Linked DNA regions of Mus musculus: region 1 is linked to region 2. The links are chromatin contacts, called in public promoter capture Hi-C maps. All regions are on one chromosome and are shown on one strand. The core of a region is the stretch at or near the end of the contact, and the rest is flanking DNA. Distances in the headings are between cores, read along the strand shown. Region 1 overlaps Nod1 (nucleotide-binding oligomerization domain containing 1). Region 2 has its middle 28 kb from the start of Znrf2.

Region 1 (2,700 bases), core at 157-2,656, 150 kb before region 2:
GTCAACCACGTGGACAGATTTTATCTTCATTTTTTCCCACTTAGTTTCACATCATAAATATTCTGACACTTTACTTAAAAACTATGCCACTCAATTGTATTGTGCATGCCTTCCCCCCCCTCCCCCCCAGCTGAAAACAGGAACCTGTAGCCCATACCTGAAAGCAGCCTGTTGGCTCTTCATGAAGGGCAGGAGCTGTTTCGAGAGGGCAGACTGGGGAGCTTATCCTGTTCCCTGGGACAGAGCCTCTCTTCCTGATGGAAACAGCCAGCCCTTCCAGGCCAGGCACTGTTCTAAGGGCTGCCATCTATGGTATCACACAACCTCTCTCAATGCTCTGCAAAGGCTGCCCTTGTTATCCCGTTTGACGGAGGATTTCAGAAACTGGGGCTGAAGACATTTAAATGCTTACCCGAGGTTGCACAGGCAGTATAGGTGTCTGTCTTTGTTTACTTTTTTTAATGGCCTTAGTGATAAACACTAAGGCCAGAATCAGCTAGAGGACCGAAGGGTTTGTTTGGCTTAACATTTTCCCCGTCACAGCCTATCATTGAGGAAAGTCAGGGCAGGAACTCAAGCAGGAACCTGGAGGCAGGACCTGAAGCAGAGACCACAGAGGCTTGCTACTTACTGGCTAGCTTCTGGGGCTCACTCCGGCCTGCCTTCTTACATACCTCAAGAACACACCCTACAGAGTTTCCTATAGGTCCATCTGATGAAGGCGGGTTCTCCAGCCTTACAGAGTTTCCTATAGGTCCATCTGATGGAGGCGGGTTCTCCACTGAGATTTCTCTTCCCAGAGGCAGAGCTCGATGTGAGACTTTCACTAGGCAGATTGTTTATTTTGCCCTCTGAGAGGTCTGCCTGGCCAGGGAGATCAGCTTCAGTGTTCTAATTATCCACCGAGACTGAAGTGGAACTCAGGCCCTGGTTGGCAACATTCTTGCCACATACAAGTAAGGTTGCTGGTGAGGTTTCAGCCACAGCTCCAGTTCTTGGCTTCCTGGGAGGCCAAAATCATCTCCAGTGGCCATCCGTTTGCTACCTCAGTTGATCCAGGGTGAACATCTAACTCCTGTGCACAGCTCTTCAGAGTGGCCTGGGATTTTCTTTCTAGGGCAGTTGCTGGCTGAGTGTCTCCCACTGGAGCCTTCTCAAAGTTCAGAGAGGCTGGTCTCGAGCTGCGAGCTGCGCAACCTGCTGATCTGCCTCTCTGGACTTAAGGCTGTTGCTGTTTTCACAGCTCTCTGTAACTGTAGCCCAGGGCTGGCTTCTTAGGCAGCTGCAGGCTGGGCCTGAGGTAACTGCTCTGGGAGTTGCCTATTGAGAATGAACCAAGAGGGCAGCTGTCATCAGCTGGAGGTGTGGCCGCGGAACAGTCCTTTTCTTACCTCTGCTTTCAGGATGTGGGGTAATCAGATTGGAGACGAAGGGGCAAAGGCCTTCGCAGAGGCATTGAAGGACCACCCCAGCCTGACCACTCTCAGGTAACGTGCCTTCTGAGATATGGGCTCCAGGGACCTGGGGAGGAACTGTTGGGAGGGGGTGCCTGTCTTTTCTACTAGGGCAACATTGATTGGCACTTGGCTTCTCTTGCTGAAGTTTTCCTCAGTGGGTGTGAGTTTTTGGTCAAGTGCATTATTCTTAAGTGCCCAGTGAACAACAGGATGACACGGGACACCTGAAGCCCCTCAGTTTCTCCATGTGGCACCCTTTGTAGGGGCAGAGGCTAGGAGCAATATTCAAGCCCAGATAAAACGGAAGGGACACTGGCAGGCAGGTTCCCGTTCCTTCCTCTTTCTCAAATGACTCTAGGACAGAGGGGGCCCTCCCTTCCTGTGAACAGCCATCCATTAGTGTCCTTGCCTGACCCCAGAGCCTTGGAGTCTTAGAGTCTTATAGGCTCTACCATGGAAAGGAGTCCAAGACTCCATGGGTTTCTGAAACTCTCAGATGGTCTGAGCAGCCCTGTGAATGCCCTCACACATACAAGCCTGGCACAGTCCTCTTTCAGAGCACCAGGATCCCTTGGCCGTCAGCTCAGATGCAAACCCTGGAGTTCTCCCTTTGTTTCTACAAGGTCTTTTCAGACCCTCAGGCTCCTGCTGTTGGGCCAAGCACCCCGCTTCCTGCCTGGTGCTGTGTGCAGACAGATACTTCCCAGGTGACTGAGTGTCGACGGCAAGGCCAACCATGGACAGGCCTGTAATAATCCGTCCCCTGTGTCTTCCTTTCTAGTCTTGCATTCAATGGCATCTCTCCGGAGGGAGGGAAGAGCCTTGCGCAGGCCCTGAAGCAGAACACCACACTGACAGTAATCTGGTAACATTTTGAGTCATTTTTGAGGGTTGGGTCTGGTCATTATTGCCGAGGTTGCACGGGTTATGAACTCAGAACTGAAAAGCACTTCTTTATTTAAAAGGTGAATTAAATCTCTCCCAGCTATTTCCACAAACCCGGGCCCACCACAGGGATGAAGCAGGCTTTGCCACCTACTCTCAGCTTAGCTGAAGGTGCCAGAAGTCCCCTCAAAACAGGCCCAGCTTTCACACGCCTGGCCCAAAGGCACCTCCCCTTCCTCCCCTCCCTCCTCCTTCCTCCCCTCCCTCCTCCTTCCTTCCCACCCTCCTCCTTTCTCCCCTCCCTCCCCTTCCCCACCTTCCTCCCCTCCCCTTGCACTGCTGTTCATCCGTGCAGCTG
Region 2 (2,700 bases), core at 45-2,544:
CAATCAAATGCCACCCCAAATTCGGCTTTTTGCTGACAGAAGAAAGTGCACCCTACATGGAAATTCATGCTTTGCAGCTTGTTTTTGAGGACCAGGTTAATACAATTTGAAGACCATGAGCTTTGGGCTTAGTTCAAATCCAGACTTGGTTGCTTGAGTGCTAGGAATCCTGATCCAGTGACTTGTGCTCTCTGAGTGTCTGATGTCTGCTATTTTAAATAACCACAGGGTTTCCAATATCATATCGCTCTTAAGAGGATTTACTGCAGCAGTGGACATGGAAGCCTCATATACTTAGAAATTCACACAGGATGTATGCCCTCAATCAATTCTACCATCAAAAGCCGGGTAAATTTCCAAAGCTTTGTGTTATCTCTGCAAACCAAAGTCAGTTAATCATTGACTGACAAAAACAGGTCACAGAAGACCTAGAGACTCCAGGGCTGTCCTTCAGCTCACTGTTACCAAGCAGAATTTAGAATTTTATACATGAACACATTGTACGGATATTAAAAATTGAACACCAAAAATAATATGAGAAAGGACAGCCAATAGTAAGGTGCACGTTCACACAGAAATATACTTGACATATTTATCTTGAGTGTCTTCTTTGGCCTCCGAATAGGGCAGTATTTTTGTGGGTTGGTCTGATGCTGTTTTATTCTGATGTTAATTCTGCTTCCTCAAGAGGGGTTGCCCCAAGAGTACATACTCAGGTGACCTCATGTGAACCTTCTCCCCATTTTAACTGGTCAATAAAGACTAGGAAAACAAACAAACAAAAAACAAACAAACTAGAGCCTGTGATTGGGCAGTGGAGGAGAAAAGTAGGACTGGAGGTTTGTGAATAGGGGCAGGTAGGGAGGCAGAAGAGGACCAGAGGAGAAGAAGAGAGGATGAAGGAAGAGGAGAAGGAAGCCTCGATGGAGCAGAACCAAGTGTCCAGGAGAAATCACAAGTAGTAGCAAGGGGGTCTTATAGCTGGGGAATAAGTTAGTATAGTGTTAGGCCTGTCCAATCTAGGCATATAGCTTATAATTATAATAACTGGATTGTGTGGGTTTTTTTATATGGGCTTATTTGGGGTTGGAGATTCCAGCAACACAGTGTAGACTTGGTCCTTTGGGAGCCACAGCTTTGAAGTAACTAGGCACAGAACAGGGTTAATTAGTGCCTTATTCTAGACACCTTCCCGGGGCCCCTATAAGAGAAGTGTTGCAAACCTCTGGTGAGCAGAGGTCAGGTAGGGCATAAACTGGCCTGGTAAAAAGTTTCAACATCCTTTGCCAAATTCCTCAAGACACACAGATACTAGTTCAGTTTCCATTTCGCAATAGATAAAGCTAAGGCACGGTAGTACTGTGGAATAGTGGTGAATACAGGATAGAAAGTAGAGTAACCTGCTCAGCTCCTGTGTACCCACCAGGAAAGACAAACAAAGCAGGTGCGGGCACTCAAAACCTCCCAGCATCAATTCAGACAGGAAGAGTGCTTAACACCTCTATTATGTTTCCCAAAATATGTCACCTCTAGTCAATTATTTTTTTAAAGCTCACATTGGGATGATTATTTTTACAGCTATAAATATGAAATTTAAAAATAGCTAAAAATAATAAATATCACAAGGTCCTAGAAATTATGGTTTCATTAATTAATTGTCTGACAGTTACTTTTATATATTTTTTGTGTATGTGAGAGACTTGGATGTTACCGATATCAACAAGTTAAATTACAGTGTCTACTAAGAAGTAAAGTAAACAAAGGTAATAAACCTATCTTCAGAGAGAGAAACTGAAGCCCAGAGCGGCAGGCACACTTGCCCAGCAGCTGCGGTTTGAATATGGTTTGAAACACACGTGGTGAGGTTGGAAGGTGGAGTCTTTAGGAAACAATGGGACCAGGAGGTCTCTGCTTTCATGAGTGGATGGATTCATTCCAAGATCCTTAAAGGGTAATCTCAAGAGCAATGCTGTTGTGGGGGAGCTCGCTAGTGGTGGCTGTGTCTGACTCACCATGTGACGCCATCTACCTTCTTATAATGCAGCACAGGCCCTCGTCACATACTGACCAGAGGCTGGCACCACATTCTTGGACTTCTCAACTTCCAGGGCAGCAAGATAAATAGACTGTTTTTCATAGTAAATAACCAATCCTATAGTACGTGTGTATTATGGCATGGGAAACGGAGCATGACACTGGCAAAAAGATATTGAATTTGATTGTTATTCTGCCAAAGAGGAAACAGAAAACTCTCCCATTACAAGATAGGAGTGAGTATAAATTTTGCTATCTCAACCTGAAGTTTATGCAGTTGGGCTTCATATTCTAAGGTCTACTGTCACCAATGTGCAACGTAAAACGACTAAAGTTCACATAAAGAAAGGTTCATAGTGCGTCAAAGCCCCACTGCTGGCAAACAATTGTAGGTCAAATTAGCCATTTAAAAATGCCTATGTTTTCTGCTGCTGACATCTGTCCCTCCACTGTGACATAAAACTAAAATAAACTGCTATGTGACTTGGCTATGCCCTTCCTCGATATGTACCCAAAGCACGTATGTCAGCAAGCCACAGACATACGTGCACATCCATGTTTACTGCAGCACTGTCACAAAAGCCAGGAGACAGAGACAAACTCCATGCCCACCTATGGAAAAATGGCTAAAGTGTGGCGTGTATACATAATGGAAATCTCTGCCTA

The links. Capture Hi-C pulls out chosen DNA fragments and counts their contacts.
Region 1: a promoter capture Hi-C map of liver shows a contact between it and region 2. The contact joins two enhancer-like sites. A contact is called at or near these places in 2 of 484 Hi-C or Micro-C datasets (embryonic stem cells and nephron progenitors), 1 of 115 datasets of contacts at active chromatin or transcription factors (CD8 T cells) and 3 of 9 other capture datasets (adipose tissue, liver and pancreatic islet).

What each region holds. Positions count from the first base shown.
Region 1 is chr6:54,933,182-54,935,881 of GRCm38.p6, reverse strand. Nod1 (nucleotide-binding oligomerization domain containing 1) reads left to right here. Exons shown (of 12, transcript NM_172729.3): 8 at 1,404-1,487; 9 at 2,239-2,322. Among named protein-coding and RNA genes, the nearest start is that of Nod1, 38 kb to the left of the region's middle. Within about 2 kb of position 1,406, at least 54 of the 459 cell types and tissues checked have an H3K27ac peak or open chromatin away from gene starts, as enhancers often do. A contact at or near this core is called in liver, where this site is marked.
Region 2 is chr6:54,787,940-54,790,639 of GRCm38.p6, reverse strand. No RefSeq gene overlaps it. Among named protein-coding and RNA genes, the nearest start is that of Znrf2, 28 kb to the left of the region's middle. Within about 2 kb of position 1,294, at least 19 of the 459 cell types and tissues checked have an H3K27ac peak or open chromatin away from gene starts, as enhancers often do. A contact at or near this core is called in liver, where this site is marked.